2 separate regions of the Gossypium hirsutum genome follow, and region 1 is linked to region 2. The links are chromatin contacts, called in public Hi-C maps. All regions are on one chromosome and are shown on one strand. The core of a region is the stretch at or near the end of the contact, and the rest is flanking DNA. Distances in the headings are between cores, read along the strand shown. Region 1 holds the start of LOC107937631 (histone-lysine N-methyltransferase ATX5). Region 2 overlaps LOC107937621 (exocyst complex component SEC8).

What was found. Hi-C and Micro-C count contacts between places; a contact is called where the count stands out from the background.
Region 1: a contact with region 2 is called in a Hi-C map of leaf, with 2.8 times the contacts expected there. The contact joins the promoter of LOC107937631 here to the enhancer-like site in region 2. A contact is called at or near these places in 12 of 34 Hi-C or Micro-C datasets (anther, callus, hypocotyl and 3 more).

Annotation. Positions count from the first base shown.
Region 1 is chrD04:518,192-524,508 of Gossypium_hirsutum_v2.1, reverse strand. It overlaps LOC107937631 (histone-lysine N-methyltransferase ATX5), which reads right to left and starts at 4,982. Exons shown (of 23, transcript XM_016870553.2): 1 at 3,236-4,982; 2 at 3,075-3,130; 3 at 2,778-2,991; 4 at 2,265-2,393; 5 at 2,106-2,174; 6 at 1,937-2,005; 7 at 1,740-1,831; 8 at 1,475-1,567; 9 at 877-1,012; 10 at 389-494; 11 at 135-234. The coding sequence starts at 4,201.
Region 2 is chrD04:478,684-485,226 of Gossypium_hirsutum_v2.1, reverse strand. LOC107937621 (exocyst complex component SEC8) reads right to left here. Exons shown (of 27, transcript XM_016870534.2): 20 at 6,532-6,543; 21 at 5,735-5,912; 22 at 5,566-5,643; 23 at 4,869-4,970; 24 at 4,686-4,760; 25 at 3,920-4,015; 26 at 3,782-3,831; 27 at 3,302-3,698. The coding sequence ends at 3,611. Among protein-coding and RNA genes, the nearest start is that of LOC107937615, 14 kb to the left of the region's middle. Within about 2 kb of position 3,361, at least 1 of the 9 cell types and tissues checked has an H3K27ac peak or open chromatin away from gene starts, as enhancers often do.

The DNA of each region.
Region 1 (6,317 bases), core at 3,733-6,232, 38 kb before region 2:
AATTATATGTCAGAAAAAAGACAGTTCTATGGAACCAGAAAAAAGACAGTTCTAAGGAACCAGAACTCAATGCCTTTATACAACAATTTATTTAAGCACACCAAAAGGGAAAAAAAAACAGTACTTGAAACTACCTGTTGCAAATAATAATTTTGTTGTAATCCCAATCTTCAACCCATCTGCATACAGCACATCGTTCAGTTGTCCACTTAGCACGAACCGGTTCATATTTTTCTGTCACAACAAATTTAATAACTACCAAGACCCCACACCCATAAATGAAAAAAGTAAGCACACATGAAATTAATATTTCAATGCCAACAAGAATACCCATAAATGAAAAAATTAAGCACACATGAAATTAATATTTCAATGCCAACAAGAATACCCTGCAAAAAGGCAAGCAACTTCTGCTTCCTCTCTCGTAGTGATGGTCGTTTAGGAGGCTTAGCAGAGGAGGTAGCATTTGCATGGTACTCTGCTAACTGAAGCATCTGCAAGTTTAGACATGAAGCTATCAATATATAATTTTGAAGGATGTACAAACAAAGCCCAAAAAGATAACAAAAGGAAAATAATGACACATCTTTCTGGGAAGTAGACTCCTTTATTAGTAGAGGTATAAAAAGTATGACGTAAAAGTTTCAGAACTTGGGGCCAGCACTTTCCCTTCCAGAATAAAGTTTAGCTTAAAGTCCACCAAAAGTTTCTTTCTTATGTGAAATAGAATAGAATGGAATGCCATCTTCTACACGGATCTCAGTTATGTGGAATCCATTTTTCTAAATTTTTTCTACATCCAAGGACATGGAGTATGAGGACAGATAAGAAATGTAGAACTGAAAGGAAAAAGAAGGGTCCAAAGGTTGCACAAACCCATTGTTCTAATGGCAGCAAGGAACCTTTCACCTTCACGCTAACCCTCCAATTTCTTTCTCTGGAACCAGTGTGTCTTTCCCACTCACTAAGAGCTTGCTTCTCAGAGCCACAGGACCCACACTTGCAAACAACTCTGGAATAGAAGATATCATAATCAATAAAGACTCCTAGTCAAAATTCAGAATGGCAAATTCTTTTTCACAGGTAGAACTAGTTAAACACTCAAATAAAATTCGCATAGGGCATTTTGACATTATTGTATGACAATAAAATTAAGCATTTTTAGTCCTAGTTTAGATAAATATCCCAGTTCAGAGGACTGTAAAGTCGCTTGTTATGAAATGTACAATTTAAATGAAGTAGCAACCTCAAATTTGCTTGAATGGAATCACTGACTATTAAATGGAAATGGTATCACTTCAAATGCATTCAGAAAATAAAATTCTAACAACACATTGCCATTGAACAATTTGTAAAACAGACCAAAGACATCCATGCACGCTGAAGATTTTAAAATATATATTAGTATATATATGTCATTCCAAGATGGGAAAAGAAAAGAGAAATTTATTCACTAATAATAGAATTTTCTTACAAGTGGAGGCTTGGGTAATATATGCCTTCAACACCACAGCAGACAATGGTAACCTTATTAGGGAGAAGTAGTTGACTGTTGTTATTCTTTGATCTGCATTAAAGGTTTTAAAAGCATTAGGCACACAGAGGTGAAGAAAAAAGGATCAGTCAGAATGCCTTAAAATAATTTTCTGATACATATAGTACTTCTAGCAGTAATACTGCCCTAGTCCAAATACACTCACACAGAGACAAATATTGGTTTCAAAATAGAATAGACTTACTTAGCTTTTGGTTGCCACTTCTCTGAATTGGATAATTCGAAGTTGAACTTTGCTTTGCAAGCAGGACAGTAATAGTCAGTGCCCCCCAGATCCTAGAGAAGCAAATTTGACTTGATCAGGGAAATCCAAACTTCATTTATTGGCTTCACTAGGTCAAAATAAATAATGAATTACAATAAACAGTATGACATATGAACCTTAAAGTGACGGCTGGAAATTTTGTCACACTCTGCATGCACCCAAACCTTACAACCATCACATCGCACCTAACTCAGTGTAAATGAGCAATAAATTAGTATTAAAAATAAAATCTGCTCAATAGCAGCAAGAAAAGAAATCAAAACTCAAGTTTCTATGTTGCCTTACCCAACTCCCACTGTTTGATTGATTCCAAATTTTCTTGCAAATGCCACAATAATGTTTAGATTTTGTTAACTGCAATAAAAAAGCATATAGTTCTGAAAAGTAACAAAAAAAAAACAGTGGAAACATAATTTAAGAAGCAAAAAAGGTGTAGCCACAAACCCTAGCACATGTTTTACACAGGAATTGGCCTCCAGGAGTTGATGCTTTCATTTTCTTTCCCATTTTAAATGGGAGCGTCATGCCACAGCTTTCACAAAATCTTGCATCCTTACATTTCCCAAACAAGCCCTGCAAATATTACATTCAATAGACTTTGAAGACTAGAAGGAACAACTTCAACCCTGCACCTTAACCTATATGATCCAATTGTTTTAGACAAATACATAAAAATAAGTTATTGAAATTTATTTTTATGCAGACTAAGTCAAACAATAAGGAGCTCAAAATTGTTCTAAACACTGGCACCAAAAGAGAGAGAACTAAGGTTACACTAAAGATAAGATGCAAACGGATTCCCCAAGACAAGATACAAACAAATAGCCTTTCTTTCCTGAGAGTGGCTGGAATTCCAAAAGTTAAGGTAAATGAAGGCCTTTGAAATGTCGTTAAATTTGATCCCAAAGAAAAAAGATAAGAAGAAAACAAGCCTGAACTTTTTACACAGCAACTTGCCTGGTTAGGAAGGCAATAGCCCAGATCCTGGTTTGACCCAGTAGCCTCCTGACCCCATCTAAGAATAGATTCATCATAAGCTGGATTCCCAGCTGCGATGTTTATATCGTCCATCAACTTCTCAGTAAATCCCTCTTCTGCCAGAAGAGCTTCTTCCATTGCCAACTGGAAATCGCTAGGCTTGCACCTAGCCAATTCAGGCTGCTCGTGGAACCTACACTAAGCAGACTCTACCTAAGCACATACCAGCTACACAATAAAAAATCAATTGCCTCAAGAAAAAAACAATCTACAGACCTGTCGAGAAAGTCTGCAAATGGGAAAATCATCCCCCGCCTGACCCATGCATAATCCTGTCCAATATCATTTAAAGTAACATACTTAATGACTATCCCACAAGTAAATAAGTTCCCAAACATAAACTGTTAAACAAGCTCTAATTATAAAGTAATCAGTACCCTCTGATTCTCATTTCCAGAATGTCCGAAGAACATCACACAAGCTGCCTCAGGGATACAAGACCTCAAAACCAGCTCAGGAGCTTGTGTCATTGGATCAATAACAATAGCTGGCCAACACGGTTCCCTCTTCCCTGGCCTTGCCCACACTATATCCCCCGAATAGAAATCCTCTGGCCCATACAACCCATCTTCCTTCTCACCATTCTCCCTTGAAGCTTGGCCCTGGGTTGTTAAATCAACAATGAGAACCCCATTCGCATTCTTCTCATACTCTCCAACTAACTGCTCATGCACTGAAGTTAAGGAACTCCGGAAACTTGAGTACTTCCCAATTCCAGAAGACCTACCATACCCTGCTTCTCTGTCATCTTCCTCACACAATGTAGTATATTTTCTCCCTTTATAACCTTTGTTTTCCTTGTTTCGCTGGTTTTTCATGTTTTGCTTACAATTTTTAGAAGATTTAAAACTGTACTTATCCTTTTTACATTCAAAATCATCGTCATCTTCATCTTCATCGAAACTATGATCATGCAAGCTAGTTTTACTTTCTTTCTTCCAACTCTCAATAACAGAGTCGTTAAACCGTGAAGGAAGTACCTGAACTCGCCCTCTCGATGTCCTCACCAACGGAGGCCGAGCAATCTCCACTGTTCGGTTCTTTGGCTTGGACGAATCTGAGCGTTTGGATTTAGACTCCACTTCATCAGGAGAGCACGAGACTTCGGTGTTCCATGAAGCAGCGAAACCCTTCTCAAGCTCTCCGGAGGCTATAATATAGTGGAGACTGACCGGAATTATGCCTGCGGCGACATCTCCGAGGAGAGTCAGAGGATAATAATAGTTGATTTTTCGCTTCTTGCGACTTGTACCCGAGTTATCTTCATCTTCACCAACAGAGTCGCCGAGTTTGCATCGTTTTAGACTCGGCATTTGGGATTTCAGATTGCGCTTGATTATCATATTTTCTCTAATCAATCAATCCTTTCTCATATAAAAACACCTCTCAGTTCTTCGTTCTTCCAATTTCGAAACGCTTAAACCAATCTGGATTTTCACATAAAAAGCTTAATTCCCAAAACACCCATAAACCCTAATTGCAAACTCAATTTTCCACCAACAAAGCAAACAATTAGACCACCATCATTTCTTTCCTTTCTCTTTTCCTTCTATGTAAACAGAGGAACCCGAAAAAAAGACAAAGAAGAGAAATTGAACGAGAAACCGATGCGAAATTGGAAGAGAAAAAGAAGAGTGGGTCGAGTTGGATGGAATAGAGATCTGTTTCGATCAAGCTTTCTCTCTCTAACTGCTGCAGAGTATAGAGAAAGAAAGAGACAGCATATAATATTAAATTAAACTAAATTCCCCTAAACCATTATATTTAAGGATAAATAAATAAATAAAGCTTGAAGCAAATTTTCTTTTCCCCCTTGAAAATTTTCTTTTCTCTAAGAAAGCTGAAAAAGGGAGAGAGAAAAGGAGAGGCCGTCGTTTTCTATGTTTTCAAAGTGTGGGCTGGTGAGGATGGATCGTTAATAATGTGAGACTAACACTTGTTTTTTCTTCATATTTTAGAATTTCATGTTACGATTCAGTAGAGGGGATTTTCCAAGAATGTTGGAACTATACTGTAATTTCTACTTGTTAAAGGAATTTTGTGGGGATGCCCCGGAATTGTTGGCAAATTTTTGAATATGGCGCTCCATAAGAGAAGCTATTGATTCTGTTCCATTTGTTTTTGGAAGCATGGCTTAATTTGTACTTTATGCTATTTATTTATGTAAAAACTAATATGGATCACTGCTACCCATTGACTGATCTCCGAATCCCAGCTTGAAGATGAGACTTGGGTTGATGGGATGCCCTGTTTTCCACCAATTTGCAGGGCAACAGAAAGTGTACAAATGGAGGGTTCACCCTTTTTTTACTACTTTGGTGCCAATAGCATATTTAAGTTCCAGGACTTGTGGCATGAAGTTCCCAACCTTGCAGTTTCCAAACAGGACCATGGTTTTACTTTATTCTTCTGCTTCTCATATAATCAAAGAGCAGACCTCGGTGTGCCTCAGACATGCATTTTGCAGAACAAACATGAACATGATTTATGTGGCTCCTTACTAAACAATCATTTCTTTCGCCATGGCTGTCACACCTGCTTTCTTCCGAGCACACTCCAAGAGCTGCAAGTGTCTGAAATAAACCCACTCGTTTCGAGCCTCAAGCGGGAGGCTATGCCATACGCTCGAGGGCAATGCGCCTCGTCATCAATTCTAAAATATATTTATATAACATATATAACAATATTAGAAATCATATCACATGTATATCTACATTAAAATTACGAATTTAGAATATAGATGCATGTTTAAAAATAACAAATAATAAATAATTAAACGTGTAGTTTAAAAATAATTAATCATAATAAAAAAAAATTAGATTAAATTACGAGTAAAACGAAATTTAAACACATAAATATATCAGATAAACAATATTAAATACAATACAATTATTTATTACGATTTTGTCATTAATTGTGAGTTAATATGAAGTTAGTTTGTAACACCAACTCAATTAACAATAATTTTTAATATATACAACTAATGGAGATAATAACTTGTGCATATTAAAATAACAATATATAAATTATATTAAAATGAAATTTTGGTTGAGCGATAAATTTAAAATTTTACTAATTCAATTGACATTGGTTTAAATCTCACCATTTGCTGTTTTATTTAGTTTTTATTAAAATGAAAAGACTAAAATACTCTTAAATCGTATAACTTATTTTAATTAGGGAAAGATATTTTTATAATTTTCTAATGAAATTGGTGACCTAATTTAAGGTGACACTAACTCACTTAAACACTAAATAAATAGTATAAATAACTATAATATATAACAACATATCTATTTATATAATAATATTTTTATAACTACCAAAACCTATAACTATTATTAAAATTCCTATTGCAACCTAACTTTGTAACTTTAAAATTCTTAAATCATTGTAAAAGAATTGTTAAATGAAAATTGTAAAATTTATAATGCCAATACTATTATTAGTTTTAATTTT
Region 2 (6,543 bases), core at 2,112-4,611:
TTCATTTACAACAGTCCACATATGGTAAGGAACTATCCGACGAGATTTGTGTTTTCAACTACCAAAGGGGATGATGTGTTAGAAGAAGCCATGAGCTTAGTTCGATCATGAAGGTTGTTGAAGCCAAGGAGGCCAAAGAGAGCAAGAAGAAGTCAGTGAAGTGCTTCTTATGTTGTGGGCTGCATAGGTTGCGAGGCCATCTAGAGTGATCTAAGCCATCCACGATCAGTAAAGGAGAGAAAGTGAAGCCCGATGAAAGTAAGGCTTTAAAGCTTGAGTCAATGGTACTTATTCCTACAAAGAGGAATAACAGGTAAGTAAGGTTGATGCTTGTAGACATCAAAATTGTAAGCCGGAAAAGTAGTGCTCTTGTTGATATGGGAGCATCAAACTTGTTCATATCGGAGAGAGCCACGGGCAAACTTGGTCTCTCGATTAGAAAGTGTAATAAGAATATCAACACGGTACAATCTAAAGAGGTACCTACTGTAGGAGTAACATGAGGAGTTGAGCAACAAATCAGCGAATGGAAAAGCAAGGAAAATTTCGAGGTAATCCACCTAGATGATTACGATTTTGTTCTTGGCTTGAACTTCTTTGACAAGATTAAGGCGTGTCTTTTTCCTTTTACTGATTTCATTCATATCTTTGATGATCCAATATCACGAACTGTTGTGCTAGTAAATCGAGACATGAGGGTTGAGACCAAGGTATTATCGACAATCCAGCTACCCGAGGATGTTTTGTATAGGAGGAACATTGACTCGGTAGATCATAGTGCCAAAAAAACCCCTTTGAAAATGCTAGTGGAGCAAAAAACCAATAAATAGCTAGTTGAGCTATCAATGGAGCTATCACCTATGAGAGAGGTAGGTTGTGCATCAGACTTTGGGGTAAAGTAGTGATGCAAACTGAAAAGTTGAGAAGAGTAAATACAACGAGCAAGGTACATCTCAAACACCTTAGTAGTGTTTTTCATTTTGACTTACCGTTGGCTTTGTAAAGACATAGGGACCCTTTTAGAGTTTTGAAGCGGGTAAGCCGAGGGGCTTACAAATGAGAGTTAGCAGGAATACTCAAAGTTAACCCGGTGTTCAACGTGGGCATGCTGAAGTAGATGCGCACAGATCAAGGGAATCTCAATTAAGGCACGTCATGTGGGCGAGTAAAAGTGGCGTGCTCTTGCAAACGAGATGTACCAACGAGTGAAACTATTTGAGTTAAGAGACGATGGAAGTTGAGGCAAAGGTTCCAAATGACGGGATTAGTGAGACTAGTCGGGAAGGGCTAAGGTGTTGAGAAAGTTTTGAGGCGAATCAAACCAATGTCATTTCGAAAACGCAATGAGGGCATTGCGAGAATGGGTGAGGGAAAAGTCACGAGTCGCGATTTAAAGCCCGTAACCAAAGCACAAAGAACGTCCCATGGAGGTCTACATATTAAATGAGATTCATTTAACCCACTTGAACTGACTCAATTCAAAGAACAAGTGATGAAGCACATCCATGTGAAGTCTTGGTGGCCCAACGAAGCACTTTTGGGAAATTAAGGCTACCTTAGTAAATAAAGAAAGTAATTTTAGAAGATTTGTAATCCGATAAAATTTGTAATCTTGAGATTGTGTAAATCCCTTAATTATAGATAGGCTTCGATCTTGTCCGTCAAAGTAACTTAATCTATACTTTCTGTTTTGGGAGAGCTCAATTATAAATAGAGTCACCCCTTCATTTGTAATCATCAATTGTATTTTATTCTTTGAGCTAAAAAATATATTAAGAGCATTTACTCAAACACCTTATGCATTGCTTTTTTGCTCTGTCTAGCTTCTTTTATCTTTGAGATTGCGCTTGCTATATTTTGGTGCCTTAGGAATTCTATGAGAATCCTCACTTTACGAGAGTTAGGCTGACTTAGACGCATTTAAAACGAAGAAATTTCCTAATGCCGCACAAATTGTGAACGAAAATTCTAGTCTTATGACACTAGTATATCCTATATACTCGATAGATTATAAATAGATTTTGAGAATAGTGTCATATTTATTTTTTGTCACATGTACTATAATTTATTTAGTTACTTGGCCCTATAATTAAGTTTGTTATGTCATTTAAAATGATAAAGAAAGCTCGAGCCCTGTGTAATATATCCTCGATCTATAAACTTTTATCATTCAAAATTCAAAACTACCCTTTTAATGGCATTTTAATAATTCAGTCCTTCACCTTTGTGAAAATAAAATATTTTTAAAAAAATTAAAAATAAATAAATAAATTGTTCATCTTGTAGGGCTTTGCCCCTGTTATTCTCTCTTAAAAATCAGTAACTAAATTAAATTCTTAATTTGTACTTAAATGGTTCTTTTAAGAAATTTCAACTAAGATTATTTTAGCACACAAATTTCAGCTTTAATTCTCAAATTTTGTTTCAGTTTTATCTCGTCCATTAATACAAATTTCCTTGGACCCGACCAAGAACTTCATTAAATGGATTTCTTGTTTCAGCTCATGAAAGCAAACAAAATTTACCGAAAGTCTAAAACCCAAATGGCTTTCAACCCACACTCCAAGTACAAATCTTCTTCATTCTAACCGCTCACCTCACCAAGAATTTTGAGTATTATGTGGAAAGCACCTTTACATATAATTCACAAAATTTTTGCCATGCATCTAATGATCTAATGATTGTTGTACAATATATTCTTAGAAAAATTAGAATACTGAATATATATAAAAATTCCTAAAAGATTGTTCAATACCTATACATTGTTTTAATTTGAACATATTTAAAATTATTGAAAGTTCATGATTATTGTTAAAACTCGTCAAGAAATTAAAATAAGAATTTCTCTCTCACAACTTCTAAATGTTTATCAAATCCATTCGATGTTATTATGAAAGAAAGTAGAAACACACTATACCTTTCTTTCCCTTTGACTAAACTTCTGTCTCACTAAATTTTCTCGATGAGATTTTTAATGAGAATATGTTTACCGTCTTTCCTTCACTAACAAGATTTTTACAGTGTTGTAAATATTTTCTTGTAAACTAAATGTCTATCAAGAGAAGTTTAATACACTTTAATGTCGTAAAATTTTATTTCATTTGAAATTTTGTATTGATAAATAAAAATAGAGACTTCTCTTTATTGTTCTGTACCTTCTTTAGTCCAAAACCAGTTTTATAACGGTTGGTTCATCGGTTCTTGATCTGGTTTTTTCCACACATCTAGTTACCATTTTATCTGAATTCAGGTGCAACTTTTTTGCGGAAGTTGTTAGATGGATGTTGAGAGGCCACATGGGTTAAAAAATAGATGTTTCTTATCGAACTTGGACTTCCTATAGCAGTTGGAAGTTGGGATGTAGAATGTCCACAACCAGCAATAAATATAATCGGAGAAACACGCAGCTCACAAAATTGATACTACACCAATAACAAATTATAACTACGAATGCAATAAAACAAACCTCGTCTCTCTGGCATTCCACAAAACAATACCCGTAGTTGGAGCATGACCCACACACTCTGCTGTACTGATAGGGACACCAGAAATTAACTATGCAAGCAAAGATCATATGATTTGGAAGATATAAATCAAGCCACTTCAACTGCTAACGTGATAAAATCTCTGATATTCGATCTTGTGCATCAGGAGGTATCTCCCTTCCAGGGACTTGGACTTTTAGAAGATTAGCATACCTGTCAAAACGAAGCATAATTTGTCACTTAACTAATGCCAAATATTTTGCTTCAACTAGAAGATATTAGTTCACGCTACTTACTCTGCAGCTGTAAACAAGTGCTCGTGCTCGGTAATGAAGGCAACCAAGGCCTGCAATCAAGGAAAGTATGAATAAATTGGAATGGCATAAAAGTTTATTCACCACCAACAAAATGGACTATGAGTTCCAATAGCTTGCCTCGAATGGCATATTTAACAGTTCATAATAGGTTCGGACATGATCAAGTCTCTGTTGTACAGCTTCGCTGTCAATTGAAGGGATAGCTGCAAGGGCCTGTAATGACAGCAGAGATGGTAAAATCAGGATCATTTCGTACATGCAAAACCTAAATCAGAAGGATACATCTGAACCAGTTGAATTTCGGAAAAGCTTTGGAACTTATTTTCATTCAAACTCTCGGCAAAACATTAAGACCATAAAGCAAAACCAAGCAAGGCTGCATGGAAGGATAGGGTTATGCGACTGATGCTAGAATAATGTATACCCTTTTTCATAAGAGCCAATTATCCTTTTGTATGAGAAAAGTAAAGGTAAAAAAGATGAAAGCGAGGAGAAAGTGTAAAATGATTTTTGCACATACGGAACTGTTACTTTCTCGGACAATTTTTACTGCTTGGAGGGTCACATTCGCATGGCCGAAAATGTGTATTACTTGGGTGTCAGACATGGTTCAAGAAAAATGAAGAGTTGGAGCAACATAAGACAAGATGAGAGTTTGCTTGTAAGGGAAAATTCAAGACTGTAATCTTCATATAAAGAAAACTTGAGAATGGACTCAACAGACGAGAAAATCACAACAGAATTGCATAGTAAAGCGGATGAGCTAGAGAAAAAATGGGAATACTGTCATATTATTTCAAGCACCTTCAAAGATAAAATAAATGCCATCGCACTACCCCACCCCATCCCATCCCATCCCATCTGAAAATAAAGACATACTGACCTGTCCCAGAGCAATTGAATTCCGACATATCTGCTGAACTCCAAACAAATTGATCGATTTCATGTCAGCCAAAGCCTATCCAGAAGTAATTTCACATTGTTAGAGGAATAGAGATAATACACTAAATAAAAACTAATCTGAACAATGATCAAATTAGAATCAAAGTTAACAATGAACTCCAACCTTAAGTGATGCATTTGCAGCAATGCTACATATTCCACCAAAAATATAATTACGCTTCACTCCAGCAACAAAAGGAGCTATTTCCTCATCCCTGCGTGTTATCTATACACAGAGAAAATGGAAAGTCAAATTTAAATGATGCTTCTCATTAATAGTCATCAAAGGTAAAATCAAACAGCTGACCCAAGCTGCTTTTTATTTTCAAAAGAAGTTACAGGGAAAGATGCCCACTACTTACCAAATAACCATAAAATTAAAAAAGACATGTAAAAATAAACAAATAAATAAGATACCAAACAAACAGCTGAACATGAAATGGTAGAACAATCCTTCATATTAAGCCAACATTCAAATTGAATTTCCCCATGAGGTTTTACCCACTGAGTACATAACAACTTGATAGATTATAGGAGTCCATATTTCCAGACTTGGGTGTCAGTGTTGGATGTTGATACCCATCTTTCATGGGTATGTTTAATTTATTTCTAAGTTTTTCAATGTATTTGAAGATTCCTTGGAGAGTCATATCCCCCATACCCTATTCCATTATATGTTTGAACATAAGTATTGGATGTGGGTACTTCAGAAAAGGAAAAGATGGAGCAACAGAGTATAGGAGCATGAACTGATGGACAATTATCATTAGAAGTTTAAAACTGAAACAAGCTACAAGATAATAAGAAATGGAGAAAATAACCTGTGCAGTAAGTGAAATAACAAAGTCATCAGGCTCTTCCGCATCCTGGTTGTCCAGGTATTCCCTAGATGTCATTTCCTGTTGGAGCCATAATGCTTGGTTACCTACAGGTGCCTTCACCGCATAGTGATTCTTCAAGTATATCTAAAATTAAGCTATTTGTACAAACCTGCAAGTGGAAAATTGTCTCCAGCTGCATCTCCACCCGTAAAACTTTCAAGCAATCAATAGCTAGTTTTCTGTACTCATCTGCAAATGATGCCAGATCCCTAGCTGGTGAACTGCTTGTTTGTTTATTGCTAGTCTCCACATTGTTTAGTGCTGCTAGTGGGGTCGACTGTACAAGTCTACATATTCAATACATATTTTTTTTAAATGTATGAGATAGCAGAAAATATATTGGATAGGAAGTTACTCAAAATCATATTTGTCTATCATGACATCATTCTTGCAGAAGGATCTATTATTGAAATGATGTATATTGGATAGGAAGATATTATTCTTTGTATATATATGGCAGGGAAAAAAAGGGGGGAAAAGATTGTGAAATTAATGCTCTGTAACATTTTATTTTCCTTCGATGCAAAGATCTATTAAGTTGCACATACAGCTTTAGGTTTAGAAAAATCAATTTCCTATCATGACTCCTATATACAAAATATTTGGTTACAAATATTAATCACATTATCTCACCAATTATTTGGATCTAGAAATACGTGGTTGAATCACATAGAAGAACAAAAAAAGCTACTTTCTAAACTTATAGGGGTATCATAAAGCTTTGGTACATGTAGGTAAACATCAAGATCCATGTGCTAGAATCCAGGGAATAGATCTCAAGCTGCACATGTCAATTTTATTAATAACTCCCTATATCCTCATAAACTACTGTTTAACACCCACTGTTGCTTCACGAACATTGCATATTAAATCCAATACCAACTCAAGCCAGATGAAAGAACTTGCCTTTCGATGGAG